2 separate regions of the Rattus norvegicus genome follow, and region 2 is linked to region 1. A link is a contact called in public Hi-C data. All regions are on one chromosome and are shown on one strand. Each heading gives the region's core, a stretch centred on a gene start, on an enhancer-like site or on the middle of the called end of the contact. The rest is flanking DNA. Distances are from core to core; before and after follow the strand shown.

Region 1 (5,509 bases), core at 1,495-3,994:
TTGGTTTTAATCAAAACAAGAGAAAAAAACCTGGCTCACTTTGAAGACCACTGTCATTGCTATGGTGGTTATAGGGAGGGGCACACTGGGAGAGGGATACTCAAGGGAAGTCCTGGAAAACCACAGAGACTTAACCTCCCGTCCTTAGCCCTGGGAGTGGTGTTTACACCTGTTATCCTCACACTGGGGAGGTACAGATGGGAGGGCTGTGATTTCAAAGGCACTCTGGGCCTGATGGCACATTCTGAGCCAATCTGGACTACAGAGCAGATCCTGCCTCAGAGCCCTAGGGTTAGGCATATCTGGTGATCTGAATATGAATGGTCCCCACAGGCTCATACAACTGAATGCTTAGTCTCCAGGGAGTCACCCTAACTGAAAGGATTAGAAGGATTAGGAGTTGTGGCCTTGTTGGAGGGAGTGTGTTGCTGGGGTTGGGCTTTGAGGTTTCAAAAGTCTATGCCAGGGCTGGAGAGATGGCTCAGTGGTTAAGAGCCCCGACTGCTCTTCCAGAGGTCCTGAGTTCAAATCCCAGCAACCACATGGTGGCTCACAACCATCTGTAAAGAGATCCGATGCCCTCTTCTGGTGTGTCTGAAGACAGCTATAGTGTACTTATATATAATAAACAAATAAATCTTTAAAAAAAAAAAGTCTATGCCAGGCCCAGTCTCTGTCTGTCTCTGTCTGTCTGTCTGTCTGCCTGCCTGTGAATCAGGTCATAAAGCTCTCAGCTACTGCTTTAGCACCATGTGCATGCCACCGTGCTTCCTGCCATGATGATGACGACTAACCTCGGAAACTGTAAGCCAGCCTCCAATTACATGCGTTCTTTTACACAAGTGGCCTTGGTCTCGGTGTCTCTTTGCAGCAATAGAACAGTGACTAGGGCTGGCTGCAACTCAATGCAAAAGTGTGTGTTTGCTTGCCGGGGGTGGGAGAGGCTAGGGAATGGGAAACAGAAAAGTTCTACTTTCTTATGCAGTCAATAAAGATCTGGGAAAGCAAGACGTTGGGTTGTTTCGAATGCTTCATTCTGTAACCTCTTTAACCTCTCAGGAGCTATCCTACCCTAAAGCCACTTCAGCTGACCCTATAAGGGATCTGAGGACACACAGGCTGACTGCAGACCAACTGTGAGTTGCTGTGCCAACTTACAACTCTGGAATATGCCGCCCCGTCCCATTTTCTAGGACATCGGGGCCACTCACCGTCCCGGAGGTGCGCCTGCTGGGTGTCCTTGGCTTTCGTTTGCTGGATCTCCAACTGCTCTATCAAGAGCTTGTTCTCATCTAGAACCAGCTCTGCTTGAGTCTGAAGCTGCCTCCTGCAATTGATTCAAAAGATTAAACCCTGTCCTGGGGTTTGAGAGCTCACAGAAATATGCCACAGTATGAGCCGACACCTGGGCATGTTCTAGTGACACAGCAAATGTTGGCACGTGCAGTGGACGGGGGACAGAGCAGCAATGATGCCCGAGTGATGGACACATCAGCTACTGCATGCAGTAATGATTGATATCCACACAAAGGCAGAGGGGACGGTCTTGTGCATGATACTCAGGTGAGATGGGTCAAATGGCCAGTTTTGCTCCTACACTGAAGTACCCAATCCCTACACCCAAATAATTGCTCTGTAATCCATAAGACATTTTTGGATGCTGGAAGGTCCCGTTTTTACTTTGAAACCTTTCATTCATCAGTAGCAGCTTCTTATGGAAGCCACACTTACAAGTCCCAGCATTCCTGAGGCTGAGTGAGTCCAGGACTTGATGTCAAGTCTAAACAACATTGTGAGACTCGGATCTCCAAGGAAGCTAAAGGGCAAGAGAGGTGTCTCGATGGTCAGGAGCACTGACGGCTCTGCTAGAGGACCTGGGTTTGAGTCCTAGCACCCACATGGCAGCTCCCAGCCCTCTGTAGCTCTATTTCCAGGGCACCTGATGCGCTCTTCTGGTCTCCAAGAACATCAGGCACTCACATGGTGTGCAGCAAAATAGCCACACACATTTTAAAAGATTTTTAAAATAAATAAGTAAATGAATGAATAAGTAAATAAACAAACCAACAACGACAAAACCCCAGGTACAGTGCAGCTGGCCTAGAACCTCGGCATGTGTGAAACTGAGGCAGGAGGCACTCGGCTGCTGGCCAGTCTGGACTACCAGTGAGGCTATTAAAAAATCATAATAATAGTGTTTTGCTGTTATCTCTGAAAGACAGAAAGGAAGTGGATCCAGGTTTGGGGTAGGGGGGTAAATAAAATAAAGTACTAAATATTAAGAATAAGCCAGGAAGGGGTTGGGGATTTAGTTGAGTGGTAGAGCACTTGCCTAGCAAGCGCAAGGCCCTGGGTTCGGTCCTCAGCTCCGAAAAAAAGAAAAAGAAAAAAAAAAAAAAAGAATAAGCCAGGAAAAAAAACCCCCACTTATTAATGGCTTTGAAATAGTGTCTTAAAACTACATAAACGTACCCCAGCCTCACTTTCTCCAGGAAAAAAACCCTTATTTATTTGGGGCACTGTAAAACCTGTATCAGTTCAACTTTCAAAATTGAAAACTGCTACGGAATGAGCTCAAAGACCTTAGCTGTTGCCCCATTAAATGTTTACTGCCCCAACACAGTACAGCAGAGGGCAGAAAACCAGGTGTCAGAAGAGACAAAGGTGGGTGGAGCCACGGGGAGCCTGGGTGGCCAGGCCCAGAGAGCAGAGGCTGTGCTCACTATGAGCAGGCTGGGCGGGCTGCAGAGACAGGGTAGCACTGCAAACAGCACAGGAGAGGAGAGGCTTCACTGAGCAGCCTCAGCCCAGCCTTCCTGCTCCCAAGCCATCTAGTGGTGACTGCCTCACACTGCCTCAGACCGAACGGGAAGCAAATGAGCTCCCATTTGAGAACCTAGTTTGAAATTATTTATTTATTTACTCATTTATTTTTCCTCTTGTTTGCAATGCTTACAGACTGAACTCAGGGCCTTGGTTGGGAGCAAAGTGCTCTACCACTGAGCCCAGAGCCATATTTTAAAATTTTTGTATTCTTTTCGGTTGTTTTTGAGACAGGGATCACTGACCCAGAACTCCCTATGTAGACCAGGCTGGCCTCCACCCACAGAAGTCTTCCTGCTTCTGCCTGTGTGCTGGGATTAAAGGTTGCACTACCACACCTGGGGCCCCCCACCCCCTCAATTAATCATCATCAAAATATCCATCTAAAGCTTGGTGCAGTGGAGCAGGCCTGCAGGCCAAGCACGTGGGAAGATGAAGGACTTCAGGGTTCATGGTTAGTTTAGAGCTACACTGAGACTTGTCTCCAAAAGCTGGGGTTAGGGGTTCAGTGGTAAAGCAGTTGCCCAGCACAACCGAGTCCCTGGGCTCCTTCCTCAGTACTTCAAAACTACTAAGGTTGTATCTTACTCATGGCTTAGAGGTTCTCCCTTTCTAAAATTTTTATAAACTGCAGGGCGGTGGTGGCAGGTGCCTTTAACCCCAGCACTCAGGGGCAGAGGCAGATGGACCTCTGAGTTCGAGGCCAGCCTGGTCTACAGAGTGAGAGTGGTCTAGGAGAGCCAGGGCTACACAGAGAAATCCTGTCTTGAAAAAACAAAAACAAAAAACAAAACAAAAAAATAAAACAAAAAATCTGTACACTTTACTATTTGAAAACCCTGCAAAACTGTGTAAAATCAAGACACACCAAAATTAACATGTGAATGCATGGAGTGGTTTTTCTTGTTCTAATTCCGTCCTGGTGTTTTCGGTTGTGGTTGGTGGATAACTGCATGAAATACGTTGGATACAGAAAATGTAAATTTCAATGCGACACTCCAAGCTTCTGTCCTGAATGCCTGCTCTCATGGCACCCAGCGAGGTTCACTGAGCTGTGTAAAGCTTGGGTAAAGTAGTAATTTTTTTTGGTTCTTTTTTTCGGAGCTGGGGACCGAACCCAGGGCCTTGCGCTTCCTAGGCAAGTGCTCTACCACTGAGCTAAATCCCCAACCCCAAAGTAGTAATTTTTTAAAAACAAAGTGCTGTCTGGTAATGTCATGAAGTCTGATCCTATTATGTTGTAAATTAGCAAACGCCACTTGCCATTCCTCGATGGTGACGGGGCTTCTCTTAGTTAACTCTTGGTGCAAGCCTTCATTTTCCCTCACCACTTCTTGGACTCGCAGTCTAAAGGTTTTCATTTCCTCCTGAAATAAGAAGCATGGAGATTGTCACGCCCACACAGTGCCAGCCACACCCACAGTGTTAGCTGTGAAGTGCTGCTCAGTGGTCAGAGGACAGAGGCTGCTCTAGCCTCTCCCCGCACGTCCTTAGGAGCGCTGTTTCCTGAGAGAACATCCAAGTCACTCCAGTGTCACTGTGCATTGGGACAAAGAACTTTGGATTTTAAGTAGTCAACTACTAATGATGTCACTTTACTAGAAGTGCCAAATACTTGAAAAATTTAAAGGAAGGTTAAATAAATCAAAGCACCAGAGACTGGAAAGTTTTCTTTGTTTAGACCTTAGAGGGCAAATTGAAAGGGTTTTGTTGTTGTTTGTTTTATTTTTTTTTCCCCTTCAAAACAGGGTTTCTCTGTGTGATCCTGACTGTCCTGTAACTTGTTCCTTAAGTAAATTGGAGTTTTATGTTAAAAAGTATTTTAGGTCCTTTGGTCCTAGACACTGTGGGTCTGTGAGTGGGTCAAGGTATTAGTGCAGGAGTTTTCTAACCTTATCTGTGCACAGCACACACACACACACACACACACACCCCACACACCCGCTCAGTTCCATCAGCCTGGTCAGCCAGACACCCTGAGATATGCAGCTTGGCAGGTATGGGCTCCTGACCTGGGACTCCTTCTGGTGTCCCAGCTGGCACTTGGTGTCTTGTGCAGACTTTGGGTGTCCACACTTCTTCAGGAATGCACTGAAATGGCCTCTTGTTTACTGATCACAGTGCTGGGATGAGCTGAGGGCTGTGTGCATGCTAGGCAGGAGTTACCCCCCAGACGTTTATCTCTTAGGGCAGCATGCCTGCATCTCCCCTCCTCTCCTCACTGCAGTACACATTCATCTGCAGTCTACATGGCTGTTTGCTTGCTTGCCTGTTTATAACTGGCTTGTCGTGCTGAAGCCATTGGAATAGCGGTTTGTCTTTATTGAGTTTTACTGGAACACAGTCCCACCCATCACTGGCACGCCATCTAGGGCTGCTTACCCTACAACAGCAGACTGAGCATCTGTGGACAGAAACTACCTGGCCCGCAAAGTCTGAAATGTTTATCAACAGGTCCTTATAGGAAATGTGGGATGTTCCTGATTTTAAAAGAGCACCCAAAAGGAAATTTTATTATTGATTTTTGATTAGTGAATTCAAGATAATTTATGCTGTTAAAAATCCAAAGTCCAGATGACTAGAGAGATGGCTCAGAGATTGAGAGCACCGGCTGCTCTTCCAGAGGTTCTGAGTTCAATTTCCAGCACCCACATGGTGGCTCACAACCATCTGTAATGAGATCTAG
Region 2 (5,509 bases), core at 1,129-3,628, 140 kb before region 1:
CTGTTTGGATCCTTGGCTACAGTCCAGGGTACTGATTTCATCTCTGGTTTCATAAAACTGGTACTGCATCACTACAAAGCCTACTGGGCAGAACAGCCATGGTGGGGAGATGGCTTGGGAGACGGTTTTATATTGGTAAGATCCAGTTTCTGGTTGGCAATGGCTCATGGTCAAGAGTGCTTGTTGCTTTTACAGAAAACCTGAGTTCAGTTCCTAGAGGCTACTTCAGGCAGCTCATCATTGCGTGTAATTTCAGGACCATGGGGGTCAGATACCTCTTTTAGCCTCCGAAGGGACAGGCACTTCTGTGCAATTCAAACACTCAAATGAACACACACACACACACACACACACACACACACACACACACACACGGAGAGGGAGAGGGAGAGGAAGAGAGAGAATGAGAATAAATAATTTTAAAATCCAGCTTCTTTTTTACTGTGCAGGTGCACACCAGGACTCCACAGGCTAATTCTGGACAATCAGGTGCTTGAGGCCATCTTGGCCTACACTGTAAGGCTCGTAGCAATGCAGTGTAGAGGTGGGACATTGTGGGTATGACTCCTAGCACTAAAAGATAAATGCATGAGCACCACTTCTGCTGCTTTGCTTTGTACTCCAGGGTTTGGCTGATTTGCTCTGGCGAGACCAGAATCTGGGAAAAAAATAAGCTGGTATCAAACCAAACAAAGAAGAGCCACAAACCCACAGAGCCATTTTAGTGAATGTGCCCTTCCTTAAAACACTTAAATCTCTCGTCTAACAGGTTAGTCATCTGTAGTTAGAACTTTCTAACCTTATTGGCTTTGGCACACATTACACAAGTACATGGAGGAAGCTTGAAGTGACTTTCACGTAATATATCACTCCTAGGATTTGAAGGAAGGTCACCCTTCTCGCAGGTCAGAACTTAACTCGTTCCTATCCATGGCTCTGCATAGTCAGTTAAGTATCACGCTGTGTTGTCTATTTCCGAAGTGCACTTTAAACCAGTCCCTTTTTCCCATTCTACTGCCGTTCTTTTCACTGCAGCTCTTGTTTCTGGCCTAGTACATTCTATGGCCTGTGGGCCAGGCCCACCCAACTGAGTCCAACTCTACAGTTGTCGGTACATCCTTTACAGACACGGAGCCACCCTGTTACTACCTGGAGGAGAGAGGATTTTTTTTTTTTTTTAAATGCAGGGGGTTGATGAGATGGCTGGGGGGTGGGGGTGGGGAGGCAGGTAACGGAACTTGCAGCTAAACCTGATGACCCAAGTTGGATTCTCAGGACCTACATTGTGGGAGGAGAGAACAAGTTGTCCTCTGGCAGACACATGCATTCAATGGCACTTGCAAATATGAGTAATCAGTGTAAAAAAAATGCAGTCAGTACATAGACACCTGTATCTTTACGTTAATGTTAACAACAACAAAAGTCAACTAAAAAATGTTGGCACACACCGCTAGTCCTAGAGCTTGGGAGGCCGAGGCAGGAAGATCTCTGTGAGTTCAATGTGAGTTCAAGGCCAGCCTGGTCTACATAGCAAGTTCCCAAAAAGCCAAGAGGACATTAATGATACTTTCTCAAAACAAAACAATCAAAATGCTCTCTCTATCCCCAAGAATACAACGTAACTCATCCAAAAACCTAAAAAAAAAAAAAAATACGTGATCAATTAGGATGGGATTTGGAAGAGTTGGTGACTGAGAAAGAGCTGTAAAAAAGGAGACAGAAACAAGCAGTTTCCAAAAAGAAAAAAGAAAATAGTCATGGTGTTCTCGTAAGTGCAAGTCCTCTGGCCACTTAAAAGTTGGAGAGGAGGGAAAACATTGCTAGACTAGGATTAAACATCTCCCACGTAAAAAGAGAACTAATCACACGAAGATAATTTTTCCCTGATCCTCAGGTACCCTGGCAATAACAGCATCTACAACTTAAGACAAACTACCTCGAGGGACAGGGACTCACCAAAGACATTCAAAACTACACAGCAGTTTCTAACTTGGCATCTGATCCGCCCATTCGTCTCTTATTAGCATGGTTCAAGGGAGCGTGCAAAGCTCAGACACCTATCTGTCCTCGGAACCTCCTATATTCCACTGCCCTACAGACAACAGACCAGCGTGGGGGACAAAGTCCTAGTCACTTGCGATTAGTGGGAAAGGTTCACAACTAGAGACTGGTTTCCATTCCGCCCTGTCCGGCACGCCTGCTCCCAGTCGCTGGCTGATGATTGCAGCAGCTGTGACAGGGCGAGAATGACCCTGACGAACAGCAGGGCACTCGAGGAGGTGCTCTGGCGCAGGAATCACGCTCCTCCCATAAGCAAACCTCCGGGATCTTCCAGGCCGCTCTTTCTCAGGCCCTCGAAATTTATTAGGCTTCCGGACACCACTCTAAGATCCGACCACTTCTTAAGAGAGATCTGAAATCCGCTGGCCATGAGCGGCCCGAGCAGCTGGAGGCGGGCAGCCACTGTGATGCTGGCCGCGGGCTGGAGTCACGCGAGCCCCGCCGGCTTCCGGCTGCTGCTTCTCCAGCGAGCGCAAAACCAGCGCTTTATGCCCGGCGCGCACGTCTTCCCCGGTGGCGTGCTGGACGCGGCCGACAGCTCGCCTGACTGGGTAAGTCTGTTCGCACCTCGGCACACGCCACCGCGTTTCGGCCTAGGCCCTGAGCCGCCTCGGCAACCCTCCTTTCCCGGGCTGTTTCACGGCGACGCGGACGGCGCGGCGCTGCCAGATGACGTAGCGCTACGCATCTGTGCTATCCGCGAGACCTTCGAGGAGGCAGGGGTGCTGCTGTTGAGGCCGCGGGACTCTGCAAGGGCTTCTCAAGAGCCCAGCATCGCTCTGTCTCCTCCGGCCGGCCTGGCGGACTGGCGCTCGCGCGTGCGCAGTGACCCACGCTGCTTCCTCCAGCTGTGTGCGCATCTGGACTGCACACCGGACATCTGGGCGCTGCATGACTGGGGCGGCTGGCTCACGCCGTATGGGCGAAGCAGCCGCCGCTTCGACACCACCTTCCTCCTGTGCTGCCTGCGCGAGACCCCGCGCGTGGAGCCCGACTTGGCTGAGGTGGTGGGCTACAAGGTAGGAGTCGCGGGACCCGCCCCCCCCCCCCCCCCGGGGATGAACTGAGCCTTATCCCAGACCAAAAGCTTGACCTTGCTCAAGGACTCTTAAACCCCACCCGGTTGTCTAAGCAGGGGCTCAGCAGTGCTCCTAGCTACCTGTTTTGGACACTTCACAATTCGCTTCATGTCCTAAGTCATTTTTTTTAATTTTTTTTTATTTATTCATTTATTATATATAAGTACACTGTAGCTGTCTTCAGATACACCAGAAGAGGGCATCAGATCTCTTTACAGATGGTTGTGAGCCACCATGTGGTTGCTGGGAATTGAACTCATGACCTCTGGAAGAGCAGTCGGGTGCTCTTAACCGCTGAGCCATCTCTCCAGCCCCATGTCCTAAGTCATTTTAATTCGGGTTTCTAGAACTCATTATAGGATTACAGTCCCATTAACGTTCTTCTTCCTTCTTCAACTCTTCCTATTTCTCTGTTCCCATCTCCCTCAAATTTCACTCCCTCTCTCCTTTCCTTCCCCATCTTTCTCCCTTTTCTAACCCCTTTCTGTCTCTCTGTCTCTGTCTGTCTGTCTGTTTCTCTGTGTGTGTCAGTCTGTATCTCTGTCTCCCTTTTTTTGTGTCCCTTGCACCAGGCAGTTACACTTCAGGCCTAGAACCCGAGGCCTTGAGTGTGCCACTGCTTCAAGTTCATCTTTATTCAGAATATTTTCAACTGTCCTTTGTTTTCCTTTTGTAAAATAAACAAAATGACTTATTCTAAATTTCGTGTCCACGTGTGAGTAGATGCGCATGTGTGCAGGTGCCCACTGATGCCAGAAGTGTCTAATCGCCTGGAGCTGGAGTTAAGGAAGGTTGTGAGCCACCTTGAATGGGTACTGGGGACTGGACTCAGGTCTTCTGCAGGTTAGTTCCTCTCCAGATCTCAGTTGAGCCACAGCTCTTGCTCCCTTCCCTTTTTCTTTTAACTGTAGTTACGCATATGCTGAACTGCTTGGCCTCCCACAGGGCTTGGATGCCTTCCTTGTTCACTTGTTTCAACCTTTTTCTTTCAGTACTCCAATTAAGTAAACTCGATGGCTGTTTTTTGTTTTGTTGTGTTTGGTTTTGTTTTATTTTTTAGAGACAGGGTTACTCTCTGTAGCCCTGGCTGTCCTGGAACTGACTCTGTAGACTATTGCTGACCTTGAACTCAGAGTTCTGGTCGCCTCTGTCTCCTAAGTGCTATGATTAAAGGCATGTGCCACCACACCTAGCTCAATTGTTTTTTTAAGTTAGCACATTTCTTATGAGCTATCAAAAGTAAATAGTAGCTCACTCTCTCTCTGACTCTCTTCCACTCTTCCGCTCCTCTGCTCTCCCCCACCCCCTCTCTCTCTCTTCCTCCCTTCCTCTCCTGGCTTGACACGATAACCTGTGTGTGTGTGTGTGTGTGTGTGTGTGTGTGTGTGTGTGTGTGTGTGTGTTTCTTTCATCCCGTAGGCTTTCGCCCGATTCTCGGTACCGTGTCGGTGCTGGCACCGACAGTCCCCCCAAATAAAACAGACAATAGGGTTCTAATTGTAATCCACAGCAACCCCAGCACACGGAACATTCTCCAGAACAACATGTCACCAGATGACAACTGGATCAAGGAAGGACTCGAAAAGGAAATTTAAACATTTCTAGAATCGAGCAGGAGAAATGACTCAAAAAAAAAGTAGTATTTCTGGAAGCATTATAGATGCCTGTAACTTCAGTTCTGGAGAACCTGACGCCCTCTTCTGGTGCACAGATGTCTAAGCAGGCAAAACACAAGAATAAAAAGTAACTAAATATAAAACTAAATGTCCCCTTTTTGTTTTATCATTTTAGGGTTAATGGGATTGCTGAGAGCAGGAGATAGGAAAGAGTCAGGCAGTGTGATAGCTTTGTCAGTTTGCCACGACCTAGACTTCCAGGAGCCTCTTGGTGCAGATGCCCAGAGACCTTCCATAATGTAGGATGCAGACTCACAAATGCCTCTTTCATCTACCCTTTCCTTTGGAGTACTGTACAAAGCTGGATGTGCTTGCCCAGACATTCTCTAGAGCTACTCCGCTATTCCCTCCACCAGGTGACCACTTATAGAGTGGCTCCCTCCCTTTATCCACCTCATGTCCCTCCTGCTAGCACCCTGCTGAGATCTGTAGCTTTGCTCTCTTAAACTATAGTAAAATTTATTTATTTATTTAACTTATATGAGTACACTGCAGCTGTCTTCAGACACACCAGAAGAGAGCATTGGATCCCATTACGGATGGTTGTGAGCCACCGTGTGGTTGCTGGGAATGGAACCCAGGACCTCTGGAAGAACAGTCAGTGCTCTTAACTGCTGAGCCATCTCTCCAGCCCTAATTTCATCTTTTAACAAAAGGTTTTATTGTATGCATGTGCATGTGTTTTAGTTATGG

Evidence for each region. A called contact is a pair of places that touch in the nucleus more often than the background predicts.
Region 2: a contact with region 1 is called in a Hi-C map of kidney, with 2.4 times the contacts expected there. The contact joins the promoter of Nudt19 here to the enhancer-like site in region 1. A contact is called at or near these places in 4 of 12 Hi-C or Micro-C datasets (the Rat2 cell line, kidney and liver).

The regions. Positions count from the first base shown.
Region 1 is chr1:97,218,461-97,223,969 of GRCr8, reverse strand. Cep89 (centrosomal protein 89) reads right to left here. Exons shown (of 19, transcript NM_001394861.1): 12 at 4,087-4,190; 13 at 1,212-1,327. Among named protein-coding and RNA genes, the nearest start is that of Slc7a9, 26 kb to the left of the region's middle. Within about 2 kb of position 2,744, at least 15 of the 93 cell types and tissues checked have an H3K27ac peak or open chromatin away from gene starts, as enhancers often do. A contact at or near this core is called in kidney and liver, where this site is marked.
Region 2 is chr1:97,359,838-97,365,346 of GRCr8, reverse strand. Nudt19 (nudix hydrolase 19) reads left to right here and starts at 2,378. Exons shown (of 3, transcript NM_001004258.1): 1 at 2,378-3,080. The coding sequence starts at 2,430.